3 separate regions of the Gossypium hirsutum genome follow, and all the other regions are linked to region 2. A link is a contact called in public Hi-C data. All regions are on one chromosome and are shown on one strand. The core of a region is the stretch at or near the end of the contact, and the rest is flanking DNA. Distances in the headings are between cores, read along the strand shown. Region 1 holds the start of LOC121232161 (chloroplast envelope quinone oxidoreductase homolog). Region 2 holds the start of LOC107932931 (galacturonosyltransferase 8). Region 3 holds the start of LOC107954054 (dimethylnonatriene synthase).

What was found. Hi-C and Micro-C count contacts between places; a contact is called where the count stands out from the background.
Region 1: a contact with region 2 is called in a Hi-C map of leaf, with 1.9 times the contacts expected there. The contact joins the promoter of LOC121232161 here to the promoter of LOC107932931 in region 2. A contact is called at or near these places in 3 of 34 Hi-C or Micro-C datasets (all in leaf).
Region 3: a contact with region 2 is called in a Hi-C map of leaf, with 2.0 times the contacts expected there. The contact joins the promoter of LOC107954054 here to the promoter of LOC107932931 in region 2. A contact is called at or near these places in 4 of 34 Hi-C or Micro-C datasets (callus and leaf).

What each region holds. Positions count from the first base shown.
Region 1 is chrA07:15,526,398-15,529,980 of Gossypium_hirsutum_v2.1, forward strand. It overlaps LOC121232161 (chloroplast envelope quinone oxidoreductase homolog), which reads left to right and starts at 1,928. Exons shown (of 4, transcript XM_041117642.1): 1 at 1,928-2,086; 2 at 2,992-3,133. The coding sequence starts at 2,021.
Region 2 is chrA07:15,741,221-15,745,077 of Gossypium_hirsutum_v2.1, forward strand. It overlaps LOC107932931 (galacturonosyltransferase 8), which reads right to left and starts at 2,272. Exons shown (of 3, transcript XM_016865053.2): 1 at 1,714-2,272; 2 at 320-1,567. The coding sequence starts at 1,899.
Region 3 is chrA07:15,613,072-15,616,856 of Gossypium_hirsutum_v2.1, forward strand. LOC107954054 (dimethylnonatriene synthase) reads left to right here and starts at 1,564. Exons shown (of 2, transcript XM_041117645.1): 1 at 1,564-2,519. The coding sequence starts at 1,602.

The DNA of each region.
Region 1 (3,583 bases), core at 678-3,177, 220 kb before region 2:
TTAATGGTTATTTTTCCTTGTAATATCATTTTCAAGGTTTAAATTTGCAATATTTCTTTGATAGTGTCGTGTCTCTTATCATTACATTTAATACTTGTTGGTATTTGTATACTTTTTTATATTCCAATTTTTTTTAAATTAAAATTTTGCTTTATCAATATTTATGATATTAAAATATTTGAAAGTTTAATTTTGTCAATTTTATTTAGTTCTAAAATATTTAAAAATGATTAAATTATTTTTTTTATTGTAACACATTAATTTTGATTTTTATCGTTGTCAATTAAATTGATCTTGTGACATTAAATTATTCATCAGTTAAAATTATATCTTTGTAGAGTTTTTAAAAATAATATATGGAATAATTATTGTTTAAGTACATATTGTACATCTGTTACCTTCTCATCAGTTTGTACTGATGATTAAGAATCATGCAATCTATGGTTGATGTATGCGATTCAATCAAAAATCTATCATCATAGTTCATGCATTGACTAATCATTTCAACTGATTTTTTTAGCCTTGACTATAATAATTTATTGGTCAAATTTTACTTATTTGTACTTGTAGGATGCGTCAGGTATGAGTTTAATTTTTATAATTTAATTTATAAAATTTTTGAATTGATTTGTTTTAGTTATTATGATAATAATTAAATTTATTTCAATTAAATTTTATTTTAATTTTATATTATGTTTAAAGTTGTAAAATTTATCCATATTCTCTTATTTAGTAAATCTTAGTTTTTCAAAATTTGAAATTTTAGTCTTGACGTAAATGATAATTACTAAATCTATTAATTGATTTTTATGAGTGATATGTTAAAATAGAGTGATATGTTAAAATAGTAAGTTAACATTGACATAATATATTTACCGCATAAAATTTTAAAAATAATATAACTTAATTTAACCATTATTATTTAGTTAAAATTTTAAAAAATAAATATTCAAAATCAAACAAGTTAAAGTAAAAAACTAAACACACAACTTTTATATATATAGTACAATAATAAATAGTATAAATAAATTTAATCTATTAACAATTATTAGATTTCGTCATAAGGGTGAAAAATGTATGTAATAAATATAATAACAAAAAATAGTTTTGGATGAAGTGATAAAGTTAAAAGATTAAAAATCATAATGTTTTGAGTTTAAATCCCATTATCATGGCTATCTAATTTTTTAGATTTTATATGTAAAAGGATAAAATTACCTTTAAAATTATATTTAGTATTGATTTAAATGAGAAGTTTTTGAAATATTTACAATTGTAGTGTAGAGCAGGTTGAGCTTTGGGCGATTTACGATAGACTCCTTCTGACGTGGGTGTTAATTGGGCTAATATTATTGTCGATAAGAATTGCGCTCAAGCTGTGGAAGCCATTTTAGATAAATCTTCTGGGCATTTGAACAGGGATTTGGTCTTGAGAATCCAGGAGTTATGTAGGAGATAATGGTAGGTGATCATACAACAAACTCTTAAAAAAGCCAATGTAGCTGTGCTTACACTAGTTAGGATGATGAGAGCTTTCCCTTATGGTCTGATAGCGTTTACGGAGACTTCGACAGTGGTCGTGGAGCAATTACGATTGAATGTTCGGCTTATGTGTGATGGTATTGGAATAATTTTATAATTGCTTCCATTTTTTTATCTAAAAAAATAAGAAGTTTTTAATAAATTCATTATTGAGTTGTGACTCAATTGAAAATGATATTAATTTAATAAAAGACTTAAATATGATAATAAACATTTAAATATGATAATAGATAAATATTTTTTAAATATGAAATAAATAATACAACTTTAGCAGCTACCAAATTCAACATTTCAAGAGATTTCTTGCAAAATCATCCAGGGTATATCCGTCAAATTAACAATGTGGTCCCCATTTGTTTATATTGTTATGGCTAGCGGTTAACAATACAATTCGCTCCTACGGCATCCATACGACATTCTTTGAACTTCATTTTTTCTTATAAAAAAAAGCTTCGATTGATCTCTTTTAGTGAAAGAAATGGCTGAAACTCTTATGCATGCTTTACAATATAACAGCTATGGCGGAGGCGCTGCTGCTTTGAAGGTAAAAATCTACTTCATTATGATGATCCATTTTGCTTGCTTTTACTTTTTTCTTACTGTTTTATCATATAAGTTTAGTTCCTTTTTTTAGTGGAGACTTCAATTAAGGTTGTTAATCTAGTGTTTATATTGATCTAAGTTTGCTCTTCGGATTCAAAATTCTATTAGTTTAACTTGTGATTGAAGAAAGCATGAATATGATTTCAATGAGTGCCGTGAGTTATTAAGGAATTGGAATTTTCTGGAACGGAAATGAACTATAGGGAATTTGCTATTCGGAATTAAAATTTCACGACAAGGATATGAGATTGTGAGGTTGACTTGATGGAGAAGTTAAGTGTTGACCGATTTTATCGTCGGATTCAAAATTTTATTTGTTAAATTTGTGATTGAAAGCATATAGATAATTTGAATGAGTACTCCGATGCACTAGGATGCTGGAATTTTCAGGAATTGAAGTAAATTAAGTATTTGCTCTTTTGGAATTAAAAATTCCAAAAAAGATCTGTGACTTATGGGCTAGGACTTGATAGTGAAGTTAAGTGTTAACTGATTTTATCGTCGGATTCAAAATTCTATTAGTTAAAAAATTGTGATTGAAAGCACATTCTGGAACGGAAGTAAATAAGGATTTGCTCTTGGAAGAGATCTGAGACCGAGAGGTTGATAGGTTGATACTCTTTTTATTTTTTTTTTAAAATTTAATCGGCATGCTTTATTAATACCACAAAACAAGACAAAATTGGTTGTTTGGAAAACTCCACCCACAGCAACACTAAACCACCAAAAACAAACAATTAAAACAAAAGAAATTTTTTATATGGACCTGCTTGATATAAACTTGAAAAGAAAATTTACCAGTGACTTGATGTCATAACAGCTTTGAATTTTTTGTGCTTGTTACAGCATGTTGAAGTTCCAATACCCACTCCAAATAAAGATGAAATATTGCTTAAACTGGACGCAATTAGTCTAAACCCAGTTGACTGGAAAATACAGGAAGGGGTGCTTCGTCCATTTTTACCTAGAAAATTCCCCTGCATACCTGGTAGTTTATATATTTTGTTCTTTTCACTTTTTCTGTCTTGAAATTTTCTTGAGAATTTTTTTTGTCAATGATGTTTGAACCGGATCAGACTGGCCAGTTAGACTAGGAATAGGCCAAGGTATTGATCCGGAGAATGACTTTGAATAGATACGGACCAGTTGAACCGACGGTTGGATTGGGAACTAGTCGAGGTATCAGTTTAGAGAATGACTTTGAACTAGTTTGGATTGAGAACCAGTACTGGCCGGTTCAACAGATTAAAAAACCAGTTGAACCGAGTATTTTGAGTTTTTTAGTTTTTTTTTTAATTGAACCAATCGAATTCATCAAACCAGCGAACGAGTGGCCTGATTTCTAAAACACTATTGTTAAGTATATCTCAAGTTACGTGAGTCTTCACAATCTGTTTTTGTTGTATTACTATGTTGAATTCCCTAGCAGGGCTTTCTG
Region 2 (3,857 bases), core at 1,022-3,521:
TCTATATTATATTTTATTTTAGCATATTCAACTTCTAAATTGACTACTAGAATGATATAAGAACCTGAATAGTAAAATGCTTAAAGATCTCACTTAATGTTTTGGAATTCCATACCGATTTAGAATCTGGACCAAAGTTGGAGGACATTCGCTGGAATTAACTCTTAATTAAAATGCTTTAAGCTTTGAAACAGGACAATCAAGCTATACTACCTAAAAAAGGTTGCATCATCCAATGGCATAAATCAAGCATCAAAAGTAGAACAAGCAAGGCATAATAAATCAATCAAACAACAAGAGAGTGGCAATGAAAGCGTACCAGATTCTGCCAGTAATGATATTCCTCAGTACATTTTTCCCTCCTCCAAGCGTCCAAATCGAAGAAATTCATCCCATAAGCCCAAGCACACGCCTTGGGATTAAACTTCTGTTTGATCAAAGGATGCGAGAAATTCATATACTGCGCGTACCTATGGAAAGACCCAAAGCAAGTCTCCACCGCCCCATTCACTTTCCCATCCATATCAATCTTCCACAACCCTGTCAAATCCTTTTGCACAACAATATCATCGTCCAAAAACAGAATCCTATGCAATGTGGGATACATCTCTGGTAAATAAAACCTCAAGTGATTCAAAATTGACAAATACTTTGGGTTCCTAAACTTCATGTTAGTAGTATCTTTTGTGGCATTTTCGAGCGTGTTCTCGAAGTAAAACTTCTGCAAATTCGCGGATTCTAACTGTCTCAACACTGGGACATAAGATGAATTCAAAAACTTATAATCCTCAACTGCTTTAACTTCAATGTGTGCTCCATTGTAATCTTTCAATTTGAACATAACCTGCATTGCTCCAAGATTCATCTTATCAGTCACTACATGGAAAACGTGTTTCCAGGGCTCTTTCGCATTCTTCGTGGCTGAATTCACCACCACTGATGCTGCAAGTACGTTATCCGAAAAAATCGCATAATGATAAAGCTTAGGGTCCTCAAACTCAGGAGGAGTTGGCTTCCCTTCATCGGTATACTTCTCTGGATGTGCAATACGTTCCTCCATCAACCTCATTGCCAAACAATGTAAGCTTTTAGGGATCGATTTGGCCGCGATGAGGCTGGAAAACGCACCTTGCTTTTTCGCTTTTGTCAGCTGCTCGTTGACAGCGAAGATCGTATCTTTTAATTTCTGGATCTTGAGTTGGTTATCAAAAGATTCCTTGGCTTCCGAAATCATTTGGCGCGTAGCCTTTATTCGCTCTTTCACTTCTTTCTCGAATTGCCGGAGCACCGACTCATCGATGGACAGTGAATCAGTTTCAAACAGAGCCCGATAAGATGGTTTGTTAATGAGATCCGAGTAATTCCGGGATAGATCGGCGAAAACCCTAACGAGCTTCGAGTTTTCAAGCTTCAATTTCCGAGCGTAAGACGCGTAAGCGAGGACAAGAGAACGGTGATCGCCGGCTTGTTTCCGGATCTGATCCAGTCGAGGCTTGAGCGGATCCGATTTAAGTGCCAAAACGGACCTCCTCGTGGATCCGATTCCATAGGAATCAGTTGAGAAACCCTAGAAAACACAAAAGAAACGAAACCGTTCCATCAATCACCGTATACTTTCCTTCTTTAATTCGTCTTTAAAAAACAAAAATGAGTCGAAAAAAGAGTTTAATTTAATTTTCAGTTAAAATAAAGAGAAAGTTAGTTAGAACTTACAAGGTTTGTTTGAAGATGAGGAGACAGAGAGTGGTAAGTGAAGAAGAAAGAAAGAGCAAAGAAGAAACAGATTGCAACCGTAATTGCAGAAGCCAATAATCTAACTGTAAATCCAAAACCTCCAATCGTCGCCCCTGCTACTCCGACGCCGCTGCCGCTGTTTCTTGCTGTACGATGAATCGCCATCTTTCCGATCTATCACCGACGCATCAAACGATTTAAAACAACGGAAAGATGATGCCAAAACACAAGCGCCACTATCTCTTCACTCACTGATTTTTGTTTTTGTTGGATTTTGGGTTCTAAGCTTCGGGGACTTTCGCTTTCTGATGTTAGAGAGATTATGATAAGGGGTGTTGGTTTACGGAGATCAACGGCTTTGATTCCGTTATTGTCGGTGAAAAGGTAAGCTAGCTGGGTGCCACTTGGAATTTGGCGGCAACGCGGGATCCTGTGTGAACGCTCCCATTTTATCTTGGTAACATTTAGTCCCGAACCTTAACAATATTTGCTGCCTTGGTCCTGAATTTTTTTCAAGTTAATCTTTAAATTTAACAGTATTTTTATTTTGATTCATGGTTTTAGATTTATAATAACATGACATTTTAAAATTATGTCACATCATTATTTAAATAATTTTTAAATTTTTAAATTTTTTTTAGAATTTATATAATCTTTTTAAAAATTCATAAAATGATCTGATACAATTTCAATATAACATGTATTCACACTTTAACTAAACATAAATTTAATAATTGAAATAAGAAAGTCGAGATTAATAAAAAATTCAAAGATCAATTTTTAAAAATATTATTAAACATAAACAACTAAAAATTACTTTACTTCTTCTCTTTTTTATTATCATGGCCCACACCATGGGCACCAAATATTGGAGCAATAAATCCATAGGCATGTGTTGTGGTAGAAGACTATTGATTTGGTTTCGGTCAAATTAGGCATAATTTCATCATCTATCACATTCGTAACTATCCTCATTAAAATATAAAATAAATTTTAATTTAATATACAAATTACGATATGTTGTAATTATATATATATATGAAATTTTGATTGTATTTCATATCTAAATATGAAATTTTGTAGACATTTAAAGAAATAAAATATTCATTCATTTTATATCGTATTAATCTTTAATATGGTTGTCCCTATGATTTTATTTTGTTAGCAATAATATTTTTAAAAAAAATTCATATCAATATTTTAATCAAAATAATTAACAGCATTAAATATTTGAATTAGTTAAAGAATTAAATTATGTGAAATTAGAATATAAAAATTAAATTTAATATTTAAAAATGATAGAGGGACTAAATCCAAAATTTAACCTTTTTCCTTTTTTCTATGAATGAGATTGTGGGATTAGTTGTGAATGAGAGTGTATTATTAATATTTAACTTGGAAGAGTTGGATTTTGACATTAAAAATCAAAATCTTTGAGACAAAGCAACTTCATTAAATGACAAAGTAAGTATGTTTCAAACATAATTACATTTTTGGACATGTTTGTTTGTAACATTGTGGATTATAATTTATAAATAAATAAACCCATAGAAAAAAACAATTTATAAACAACAAATCAAATGTCTTTCCCTTTGTAAGATATAACATTTATTGTAATTTATAAATAAATAAACCATTGAAAACCCAATTTGCTACTAACAGATCTTGCCTAACCAAACAAAACCAAACGTTTCACTAAATATTATATTGCAATATTAATATATACTAAAAGTAAATTATTATATTTTGGTTTAAAAAATATATTATTAAATATATATAAGAATCAAATGGATTGAAATTGAAAATTTTAAATTTTAAAAATTATATTATTTTTTATCATATATAATTTTTTTATTAATTTTATATAAAAAAATATTAAAAAAATATCATCGTAATAATATAATTTACTTCATAAAATAAATAGCTTTTTAATCTGTTCATAACTAAATTGCTAACAGATGAATTTGTAATATCAATTCAAATAATAATTTTAATAATAGTATAAATATAGATAATAGTACATTTGATGGCAAAAATGTATGTATACTATATTAATTAAAGATGATAGTCAAATTTGAGAAACCACATATTTTTGAAAATTAAGAACAACTTGAATTTATAAA
Region 3 (3,785 bases), core at 314-2,813, 130 kb before region 2:
CAAAATAGTTTTAAGAATATTAATTATAAAACTTAAATTTTGAAATCTAAAAGTTGAATTAAATTTTGAAATCTAAAAGTTGAATAGATTAAATTTTTAAAAATAAAAATAAAAATATAAAAACAAAAATTTATTAAAAGTAAAAAAATTATAATATATTTTAACCTTTGAAGTAATTTCTTTTCTTTAAATTTAGTTAATTAATTTAAGACTTTTTATAAAATTAACCTAAAAATTTAATTAATTACATAAATGACTATTTTTTAATTAAACATGCAAATGACCTAAAATCTACAGTGAAAATAAGTGGAGCCAAAGAGTTTGGCACCACCAACATGTCACATTAGCAACTAGGATAAAAAATTAATTTTTTAGTGGAGCCATGTAGAATGATGTTACTTGTATAAATATTAGGAAAATACTATAATTTCTGAAAAAATGGAGGGACTTTTATAAAAAATTTTCATTTTCAGGTGGAGCCAAATAAATTGAGGCCACCAGTTCCAATGTGATTTTTTAAAAGTTTTCTAAAATTTTTAATATACTAATTTTTTTTTTGTCTTTACCTATTAAAAAATATATTAAAAATTTAAAAATTTAAATTTGCTTATACTTAAAATTTTTTTAATATATTTCAAAATTTTAATAAATTTTAAATATATTTAAATATATTAAAATTTTAAAATTTATTATACTAAATTTTTTAATTTTTTTAAAATTTTAAATATATTAAAAAATATTTTTTTATCTTTATCTATTAAAAAATATATTAAATATATTAAAATTTTAAAAAATATTTTTAAAAAATATATTGAATATATTAAAATTTTAAAATTGGTTATACTTAATATTTTTTAATATATTTAATTTTTTAAAAATATATTAAAAATATTAAAATATTAAATTGGTTATACTTAATATTTTTAATATATTTAAAATTTTAATATATTTAAATTTTTTTAAGTTTTTTAAAATTTTAAATATATTAGAATTTTTTTTGTCTTTACCTATTAAAAATATATATTAAGTGCATTAAAATTTTAAATATATTAAACTTTTAAAATTAATTATACTTAACAATTTTTTAATATATTTAAAATTTTAGAAAACTTAAAAAAAATCAAATTGGGAACTGGTGGCCTCAATTTATTTGGCTCCACCAAAAAATGAAATTTTTTTATTAAAGTCCCTTCATTTTTTAAAAATTACAATATTTTCCTAATATTTATATATATGACACCATTCAACATGGCTCCACAAAAAAATTAAATTTTTTTACCCCAGTTGCTAATGTAGCATGTTGGTGGTGTCAAACTCTTTGGCTCCACCAATTTTCACTATAAATTTGAAGTAATTTATGTGTTTAATAAAAAAAATGAGTCATTTATGTAATTAATTAAATTTTTTAGGTTAATTTTATAAAAAAGCCTCAATTTAATGTAAGGTATTTTAGTTTTAATTTTTATTCCACAATTTTACCCTTGATAATTGCCGTATCCGTAAACTTTAAAAAAAAAAAAAATCCAATTCGTAGTAGGAGCCTCTTCTATAAATAATGCCGTTTGCTCTAAAACTTGAAAGCCAATACTCACATAATCACCATGGATCTTTACACTTACATTCCATCGATTGCATCTTTGTTGCTGTTTCTATACATTTTCTCGAGAAAAGCACCCAAGAATTCCAAGAAAAATTGCATCCCTGAACCGACCGGTTCATTGCCGCTCATCGGTCACCTCCATCTCTTAGGTGGGAAAGAACCAATCTGCAAGAACCTAGCAACAATGGCGGACAAACATGGCCCACTCTACTCACTCAAACTCGGAACCCACCGAATTTTAGTGGTAAGCAGTTGGGAAATCGCCAAGGATTGTTTCACCAACAATGACCGAACCTTAGCCACTCGAGCCAACATCGTCGCCGGGCGGTACATGGGTTACGACAACGCTATCTTTTCGCTCGCCCCATATGGTGAATATTGGCGTAACATCCGTAAGATGGCCACCGTCGAGCTTCTTTCAAGCCACCGTTTGGAGAAGCTGAAGCACATACGGTTCTCCGAAATGGACTCGTTCATCAAAGAGTTGTACGGGCTTTCACGAAACGGTGATAAAGTGACTATCAGTGAGGCGTTGGAACGGTTGACGTTTAACATCAACCTTAGGATGCTCTTCGGAAAACGATTCTCCGGTAACGATTACGGGGAAGTAGACAGTGAGCCATGGCGGTTCATGAAAGCCATTAAGCGAGCGTTGTATCTATTTGGGATATTCGTTTTACCGGATGCTCTGCAGTGGCTCGAACGATTCGATATTCAAGGCCATGTTCGTTCCATGAAGGAAAATGCCAAAGAACTCGACTCAATAATCAATGTTTGGCTCGAAGAACATCTTAAGAAGAAAAGGGAAAACCAGGGTGCCTCTGAAAGTGATTTCATGGACGTGATGTTAACTCACTTACCCGAGGATACTGTAATTTCAGGCCATACACGCGACACCATTGTCAAAGCGACAACATTGGTAATGGTTGCACCACACTATATCTTTTAAACTACATCCTAATCACTATAAATTATTAGTAAGTTTACATATTTTCTAAGTAAGAGTTCGCTTTCGTGGTTGTATGAACCCACATCGTGCAATCTCATAGAAGAATGCAATCACCTCACTTGCGAACCCTGTAAACTATAGGTTAAGACCTAATTAGGTATTTGAATAACGGAGCAATAATGGCGAGTACCAAAATAAATATTTACTAATTTATATTTTTTTATTAATTTTTTAATTATGAAACCACTTAAATATTTTTAATAACTTTATGTTGGATAATTATTTTGAGATAAAATTAAAACTGAATTTAAGATGTTATCATATACTTTTTTTTGTTATTTTATTTTAAAATTTTTACATAAAACATATTCAATATCTTAAATCAGTTTGTTGAGTATTTTTATTTTATTTGCAGTGCATAGAATAGTTACTATTATTTTATAGTATTATACATTTAATTTTCATATGATAACATAAAATATAAAATTGAAAACCAAGCCAAATGGGTATTAGTATTTGAGTTAAAACTCAACTCATGATTTTACAAATTTGTTTTACTTTAACTTATTTGAGTAAATTATATCTAATGTCACTAAATTGTTTGTAAGTTTATGTTTTGGTTAGTCAATCTTAAAAAAGTTATAAAATTGTTATTAAATTATTCTAAAGTTTTCGTTTAAGTTATTGAAATATTCAAAAAAAATTTAAGTCACAAGGATGTTAAGTTTTTTTTTAAAGTCCGACTAGCGAGCTCTAGACGATGATTTGATAATTAGTACAGTAGATCAATACCTATTAATTAACAAGGAGAAAAACATACTTTAGATCCAAGTCAATTTAGCAGCAAGTGATCAAAGAAGAAAATTATTAGGACTTTGGTTCGCAGATTCGTAACATTAAAATTTATTTCATGAAAAAAATTGAAGTATAAAATAGAAAGAGAATGAGAGTTTTCAATTGGTGTAGGTAGTGAAATAGAAAATGACACATAGTAGTGATTTTTTAACAACCTAGTACTTAAATTTTTAAACAGTTCTGTGAACATTTTTTAATTTTTTGAAGTTGAGTAGTCAAAACATAAACTTACTAATAATTTATTTACCTAGGATTAAATCTATCCATGGGTCGGGCTGGGCCCTAACAAAATTCTAGGCCCACTTGATAGGCTCGGGCTCGGCCCGACCTGAAAATGGGCCTAAATTTTTGTCAAAACCTGGCCCAAATTATAGATGTTAA